2 separate regions of the Macaca mulatta genome follow, and region 1 is linked to region 2. A link is a contact called in public Hi-C data. All regions are on one chromosome and are shown on one strand. Each heading gives the region's core, a stretch centred on a gene start, on an enhancer-like site or on the middle of the called end of the contact. The rest is flanking DNA. Distances are from core to core; before and after follow the strand shown.

Evidence for each region. Hi-C and Micro-C count contacts between places; a contact is called where the count stands out from the background.
Region 1: a Hi-C map of fetal cortex germinal zone shows a contact between it and region 2, with 4 times the contacts expected there. The contact joins the promoter of DUSP23 here to the promoter of KCNJ9 in region 2. A contact is called at or near these places in 4 of 14 Hi-C or Micro-C datasets (CD4 T cells, cortical neurons, fetal cortex germinal zone and 1 more).

What each region holds. Positions count from the first base shown.
Region 1 is chr1:107,112,675-107,116,491 of T2T-MMU8v2.0, reverse strand. DUSP23 (dual specificity phosphatase 23) reads left to right here and starts at 1,511. Exons shown (of 3, transcript XM_015112822.3): 1 at 1,511-1,681; 2 at 1,787-2,055; 3 at 2,868-3,256. The coding sequence starts at 1,789. The coding sequence ends at 3,053. It overlaps LOC114670290 (a long non-coding RNA gene), which reads right to left and starts at 2,058. Exons shown (of 3, transcript XR_013396437.1): 1 at 1,959-2,058.
Region 2 is chr1:106,853,756-106,857,994 of T2T-MMU8v2.0, reverse strand. KCNJ9 (potassium inwardly rectifying channel subfamily J member 9) reads left to right here and starts at 2,558. Exons shown (of 7, transcript XM_077941043.1): 1 at 2,558-2,609; 2 at 2,896-3,179. PIGM (phosphatidylinositol glycan anchor biosynthesis class M) reads right to left here and starts at 3,069. Exons shown (of 2, transcript XM_077941063.1): 1 at 1,544-3,069. The coding sequence starts at 2,816. The coding sequence ends at 1,545.

The DNA.
Region 1 (3,817 bases), core at 262-2,761, 260 kb before region 2:
GGAGGTCAGGGGGTGGGGGGAAGAGGTGACTGGTGGCTGAGAGACCATGGCTAGGAAACAGAGAAAGGAATAAACTGGGGAGGGCCGGTAAGATTGATAGGAATTTATGTAGGAAATGAGAGTGCAAACAGGAAGGGCTTAATTAGGGCTGTGATTGTCTGGAAGGAACAAAAGGGGAGATTTGGCAGCTCCTGGAACCTGGGGAAAGTAGTTGTCTGGGTAAACGGTAAGTGTATTTCCCACAGGGTCAGAGCAGGCTTTGATCTTTAGGAGAAGACAAATTCCTTTCCATCTTGCTGAAGCCAAAGGCTTAAATGGTCAAACGTGTGTCATAAGTAGGTGCAAAGGGAAGGAAATATAATACACCCTCATGGCCAAGTGCCCTGGGCTTGGATCACTGTGTCCTTGGCCAAGTTAACCAACTTCTTTAAGCTTCCAATGATTCATGTACAAAAAAGATACAAAAATGCCTTTCACATGTGGTTCTTCCAGAAAGCGCTTGGCACAGGGCCTGGCACATAAACAAATTCAGTAAGGGTTAACTATTTTCATAATTACAGTTAGTCTGCATCGCTACAAGCACATTACTCAAATGAGGATATGGACTGGTCAGATGACAGCGGAAACGGTGTTCAGATCTAGGACCCCCCACCTTGTAAGAACAACACTAATCAACTCTAGCCTGCTCAGGGGACAGTGACCCAGAGAACTAGCCTTGAAAAATGAAGAAATATGAAATACTAATAAAAATTAAGAAAACCCACAAGTGTTTAACCCAGATAATATTTGGGGACATGAGGGGGTTATGTGAAGAGAAAACAATGTTCCATTTAACTTTAGGAAATGGCGATGTTATTAAAGATTTTGGAGGCATTAGTCATCATCCTTTGGTCAAGTTTATTAACCTCTCCAGTGCCTCTGTTTTTTCATCCATAAAATGGGATTCATTAAATCACCTACCTTATAACTGTGGCGATTAAATGAGTATGTGTTAAGTGCTTAGAAGACTATCTGGCGCATAATAAATGCTCAATAAGGCCTGAGGAGCAACCGGATTGACAGAAGTGGGGGTTGACTGTTGGTGCTGGTTATTATTACTATAATTATTACCCTAGGTAAGTTTTTAATAGTTCCAGCAATGAAAAAATGAGAATAGCCTCCTGCGCAGCAGTAATTCCCTCTCACTGGAACAGTTCAAAAAGTCGCTGATAACTACCACTCAGTCATTAGAGAGCAGACTCCTCGTCCTGGGAGAAAGCCGATTTGTCATCTCTTAAACCCCAGGGCATCCAGCATGAAGGAGGTGGAACTAGGCCCGCCCGCGGGGACCCAGGGACAGGCGCTAGTGACGCAATGACTGCAACACGCCGCCAGGGCGCAGCAGAGCCCGACCCCGGGTTGCCCCTTCCGCAGCAAACAATTCCTAACTCGCTCCAGGTCTTCCTTCTTAGCTGAGTAGGTTGAACCACGCGGAAGTAACCCCGCCCATTATGATGAGCCAGCCAATCACCGCGTGACCTGCTCGGGCGGAGCGGTATCGCGGCGCTTCCCTCGGTCGCTCAGAGCCTGGGTTCCGCGTTCCAGCCCCGCCCCAGGGTCTGGGCCAATCCCCGCGGCAGGGTAGAGCGTCCCCGAGGACGGCGCCCCGCAAACCACGTGGCCCGGGAGGCGCCGAGGCCAGGTAGGCGGTGGGTTACCCAGCTCGGAGCGGGCGAGGAGACGGGTGGGCGGAGCGGGGCTGGCCAGCCTCGCCCCCCATGACCCGCTGTTCTGTGCCCTCTCCCAGCGATGGGCGTGCAGCCCCCCAACTTCTCCTGGGTGCTCCCAGGCCGGCTGGCGGGGCTGGCGCTGCCGCGGCTCCCCGCCCACTACCAGTTCCTGTTGGACCTGGGCGTGCGGCACCTGGTGTCCCTGACAGAGCGCGGGCCCCCTCACAGCGACAGCTGCCCCGGCCTCACCCTGCACCGTCTGCGCATCCCCGACTTCTGCCCGCCGGCCCCTGACCAGATCGACCGCTTCGTGCAGATCGTGGACGAGGCCAACGCACGGGGAGAGGTCAGAGGGCGGGGTCAGCGCAGGGAGGGAGGGGCCTGGAAGGTCATCCGGGGACGCGGGCGGAGCTGGGGAGACCCGGCCTGGAATAACTTAACTGGGCTCGGGGAGGTACTAGGGGCAGACAGTAGGGCCGGGAGACTGGCCGGGAGACTGGGAAGCCAGTGCGGGGGAGGGAGGCGCTAAACGGAAGGAACTAAAGAGAGGGCGAAGCAGTGCGAACTGGACTTGAGGAGAGGCGGTGAAAACCAGCTAATACTGTGAGTTGAGAAAGAGAAGGGTGTGGACAGACACCTGAGAGAGGTGGGGGTTGAAGTCAGGTGGAGGCTGTTTACCTTTTTTTTTTTTAGAGTAAAGCTGCCCAAATATAACGGAACGTAAGTGGCTCCATGTAATGTTAATTTTTCTAGCAACCGCGTTCTTAAAAAGCAAAGAAGCGATAAAATTAATTTTGGTGATCTTAATGAGATATTTTCATTCTTTTTTCCACTACCTCTTCATACCCTGTTGCGTTTTTCACACTACATCTCAATTTGGACTAGCCACATTTCAAGTACACAGTAGCCACAGTAGCCGTGGCGAGTGGTTTCTGTATTGAACACTACAGGTGGAGGGCTGTGCGGAGGCGGGCAGCTCTTGAACCAGCCACTGCAGAGGCCTCTTAGCCACCCAGTGCAGGGACAGCCCTCCCTGACTTTGCTGCAGAGCCCTGGACCTGGCACAGAAGAAGGAGCTGTGGGGAGAACCAAGTGAGGGACAGGAGACAGTTGGGGTTGGGGGAGTTGGGCGGCACCCATCGAGCTCCCTCTTCATAGGCTGTGGGAGTGCACTGTGCCCTGGGCTTTGGCCGCACTGGCACCATGCTGGCCTGTTACCTGGTAAAGGAGCGGGGCTTGGCTGCAGGAGATGCCATTGCTGAAATCCGACGACTACGACCCGGCTCCATCGAGACTTATGAGCAGGAGAAAGCAGTCTTCCAGTTCTACCAGCGAACGAAATAAGGGGCCTCAGTACCCTTCTACCGGGCCCTCACTCCCCTGCCCCATGTTGTCGATGGGGTCAGAGATGAAGGGAAGTGGACTAAAGTATTAAACCCTCTAGCTCCCAGTGGCTCAAGACACTGAAGTAGCCCACCCCTGCAGGCAGGTCTTGATTGAAGGGGAGGCTTGTACTTTTTTGTTGAATAAATGAGTTGTACAAACCAGGGCACGTTGCATGGTACTTTATAAAGCATTCCCACACATCAACTTATTTCAGCCTCACTGTAGCCCTGTGATACAGGAAAGGCAGATGGGCCATCTCTCTTCTTTGGATGAGGTGGCCAAAGCTCAGAGAGGCCCATCATCACACTTCTAGAAAGTGGAAGGATGGGCCAAAACAGCAACACACGTCTTCAATCCCTTGAAGATGCTGAAATACTATGTATCTGTTCCCTGACAATATTCGACGTGTTTTCTGGGGGAGCTAGTCAATGAAAAGGATTCAGGTCCAGAGTAGCCTGGCCTCCTGGCATTGCCAGGTCTCTGATGCTCACAGGCCAGGAGGCCCCTCCGTGTAGGCCCACCTGCTGCACACGTGTCACCCTTGTTTCTCTGGGGGTAGAGACAGCCTGGATGTCACACTCACAGATAACCACCGTCTCCACCTCCTCAGGGCTGGGCGTCTCTTACCAACCTCAGGTGCTGCTCAGCTCATCTGGGCTGTCTGGCGTATTCTGCTGCCCCACAATCTCAGGCCAAAGGACTCAAGAACAGAGCCAGTCTAG
Region 2 (4,239 bases), core at 1,309-3,808:
TGATTACAATTTAAATTCTTTGGATTATCTTTCCCCCTCCCCTCGCCAGATGGAGTCTCGCTCTGTCGCCCAGGCTGGAATGCAGTGGCACCATCTCGGCTCACTGCAAGCTCTGCCTCCGGGTTCACACCATTCTCCTGCCTCAGCCTCCTGAGGAGCAGCTGCGACTACAGGCACCTGCCACCAGGCCTGGCTAATTTTCTGTATTTTTAGTAGAGACGGGGTTTCACCGTGTTAGCCAGGATGGTCTCAATCTCCTGACCTTGTGATCTGCCCGCCTCAGCCTCCCAAAGTCTTTGGATTATCTTCTAAGCCCCCACATTTAATATAGAAGTTAAAAACTCTTTGAAACAATACTAAGCACCTTAGTATTATTTAATACTTTTACATCTAAAAAGTTGTCCTTTCCTTTTTTTTTTTTTTTGAGACAGGGTCTTGCTGTGGGCTCAAGCAATTCTCCCACCTCAGCCTCCCACGCAGCTGTGACTACAGGGGTGCATCACCACGCCTGGCTAAGTTTTTTTATTTTTTGTGGAGACTAGGTCTCACCATCTTGCCCCGGGTAGGTCTAGAACTCCTGGACTCAAGCGACCCTCCCAACTCAGCTTCCCAAAATGCTGGGATTACAGGCAAGGGCCACCATACCCAGCCTAAGAATATTTTTTGGATTTTCACAGCTGTCAGGAAAGCTTTAGAAAGAAAAGATAGGGGTTAAAAGTTGAGACACAGCTTAAGACAGAAGCATTGTAAAACAGGAACAAATACTGGCTTAAACCTGATGTCTCTAACTATATTCCTCTATTTTAAGAATCTTAGTATCTGATAGTTTCATAAGCCTTTCATTTTCCAATATGTAACCTTTTAAGGGAGAAGACCACCCCTCATATTGTCTTATGCCCAATTTCTGCCTCCAAAGAAAGAAAAAGTAAAAACTAAAAGGCAGAAATGAAATCCACAAGCAGACAGCCTGGCGCCACACCCTGGGCCTGGTACTTAAAGATCGACCCCTGACCTAATCCGTTCTGTTATCTATAGATTACAGACATTGTACAGAAAAGCACTGTGAAAATCCCTATCCTGTTTTGTTCCTATCTAATTACCGGTGCACGCAGCCCCCAGTCACATACCCCCTGCTTGCTCAATCGATCACGACCCTCTCACACGGACCTCCTTAGAGTTGTGAGCCCTTAAAAGGGACAAGAATTGCTCACTCTGGGAGCTCGGCTCTTGAGACAGGAGTCTTGCCCATGCCCCCAGCCGAATAAACCCCTTCCTTCTTTAACTTGGTGTCTGAGGAGTTCTGTCTGCGGCTTGTCCTCCTACACTTTATTCCCACCATGTCCCAAATAAACGAGTCCTAGGATTTCCTAGAAGGTGGACCTCAATTATTGTGTCCCTTTTATATACAAGACAAACATTCTGCTGGAACACGGAAACTTTCACTAGAATCCTTAGAATGTTCAGAAAAAATGTCCCAAAGCTCTCTTCTGGTCCATACAAGACAATCAGAATGTAACACAGTAGCAGAAGGTGTGGAACATACACTAGTCATATTTGATTCTCTCTGTCAGGGGTTCTTCTTTGTAATGGGAAATAATTTGAATCAGGATGGAAGAGTTGATAAGAAGGAAGAACAAACCAGCTAACCAGATAAACAGAAAGGTGTTCTTTCCTTGAAACTCAAGAACATAGGCAGGAGCCAGCCATAGGGCCTGCCCTATAAACCATAACATTAGGAGAACTACAGCTCTTTTCCAAGTCATTCTTACTAGTGGCATCACAAGAGGCAGTAAGCAGAGGTACCAAAGAAAGTACTGGGAGGTGCAGACTTTGTTAAAAGTCACAAAAATGGATGTATGAAGAAAACAACAAAAGACGAGGTCTCTGTAATAGGCGAAAGACACAGCTGAAAGCAAGATGAACTGTGGCAGGAATGCAGCAATTCCCAGGGAAAAACTCCACTTGCTCTCTGCAGTCAAATACAGCATGTAGAAGTATGGAGAAAAGTTGTGACGGATATCCCGCCTAGTCAGGTGATAAAAATAGGTGTGCTCCAAAAATTCCCAGCCGTACTCATAGTAAAAACCAAAGCTCAGGGCAAAAAACGTGAGTCCAGCAACCGCTACGAACAGCAGCACAGCCCGATCACACAGCCTCTTCAGGAGCTCGTACAAATGAGCCTGGAAAGTATACCGGGATTGACGGAGGCTTTTGTCATTGTCGCGATCTGGAAGCAGGTGGAGAGTTATGGGAAGGATATAAGTCACCGGATATATCTTCATATGCACCGCGAAACCATAGAACACAGCTGCACACGCGACGACTCTTTTCCTTATCAAGTACAGGACCATCAGGACCAGGGAGGCGACAATCGAGTCCGCATTACCTCGACTGGATACTGCCATAGGCAGGGGGTTAAGAAGCCAAAAGACACAGTAGCCACAAGCCTGGCGGCGCGCCAGCCCCTTCAGCAGCAGCAGGCGGTATAAGAGGAAAGCGGTGAGGAGGTCGCAGCTGATGAAGAGAAACTTTCCAAAGAGCTCGCTGAGGTAGATGTTGGGAGTGAGGAGCCAACCCAGCAGCGGGGTGTAACGGTACGTGGCTCTCAGGTAAGGCGAGCGCCCCTCCGTGACAAAGCGCGCGGCATCGGTGAAGACCTGGTAGTCAATGTCCGTATACCTCACGTGCAGGGTCCGGTCCTGGAAGACCCCATAGAAAACCAGGGCGACTCTGGCTAGAAAGGCCACACCAAACACGCCGGCGGGGGCTAGCTTCAAGTTAAGGAGCCATTCACCCCAGTGCTTGGTCGAGCCCATGATCTGACTGTGCGACAGCTGCTCAGCCCCAGCTCCAAACTGCCTTCGTACCTCTAACCTTCCCTTCGGTTCCTCGCAGCAGGTGGCCGCCGCATCTCCCACCCGCTAGGCCGCCAACCGAAACAACTGCGGACTACCACTTCCGGCATGAAGCCCCGCCCCCGTACTGCTACCTGTCTCCAGCCCCGCGCGGGATTCTCAGCCGCAGGAGCCAAACACTTGCCTTCCTCTGGATAGGCGGTCTCGCTTCCGCATCTTCTTCCGGCGGAGGCGGGATTTCCGGTCCCTGGGCGGAGAGACGTCCGCTTGCCGGGAAATCCGGCACTGGATTGAGGATTTTATGGAGCGGAGTGAGATTTCTTCGTAAGTGACAACCCCCAGCCCCACCGCCCTTATCCCGCGCCCCGTTTCCAGTCCTCAGAGGAAAACCCTCCGACGCGTAGCGAGCTGCGGGCTGCGCGCTACATCCCTCAGTCCTGGGATGGAGACCCGAGAGTGAAAAATGTAGGAGTGAAAGGAAGATAAGCCTTCTCATGCTTTACTCCACGAGCTCGCCGGTATTCACCGGGGATTTGTGGGGCCCCGGACAGGACAGGATGAGTTGAAGGGCTGAGTGTGTATGTCCCATGCAATATTGGAGGCATACTTATATTTTAAAATTGTTAGTTGGTAATCAGAGATTTAGATTTAAGTGGGCAGTTTGTATTTTATCCGGCAACCCTAAGTGAAGGTGATGGGAAAGAAGACAGGAAAGCGTCACAAAATTCCTAAACTTGTCAGCCCCTTATGCCTCAGTACCTTTGTGTTTGGTATTTCTTCTGTCAAAGTTGCCATCCCCTCCCCAATCACTCTGGCAAACACCTACTCAACCCTTCAGGCCTCAGTGCAAGTGTTAGCTCCCAGCTCCCACTCACTTCCTCATCACTCAGAATGAATGACTTCGATGCCAGTCCCCTCCCCTGTCCGAGGATTGGTGGACTGGGGCGGACGGGATCTAAGCTCCAGAAAATCACTCACACGGAAGACCCTGCCATGCTACTGAAAGTTCTCACAGTGCTCCAGAACTCCCTGGTCATTCCTTTGTTACAGCATTTGTCACACAGCTTTGTAATAACTGTTTTTGTTTGTTTTGCTCTCCTAGTTTTCCATCAGGACACTTTGAATTCCTCGATATCAGAGATTATCTTGTTCTTTTCTCTACCTCAACATCTAATACAGTACTAGTAGCCATTCAGTAAAGTTGAATTGATTTTAGAGGTTCCTCCTACCAGAATATTTATAGAGTGGCATCTTTGGATTGCTCCCAACTCCCAGTTATTTTCCCTTTTAAATATCCTTTATGTATGTCAAGGTCCGCAGCTCCCGCCACCCCACTCCAACCCAGCTTCCATGAATTTTTCACCAAGGACTGTAACCCATTAGC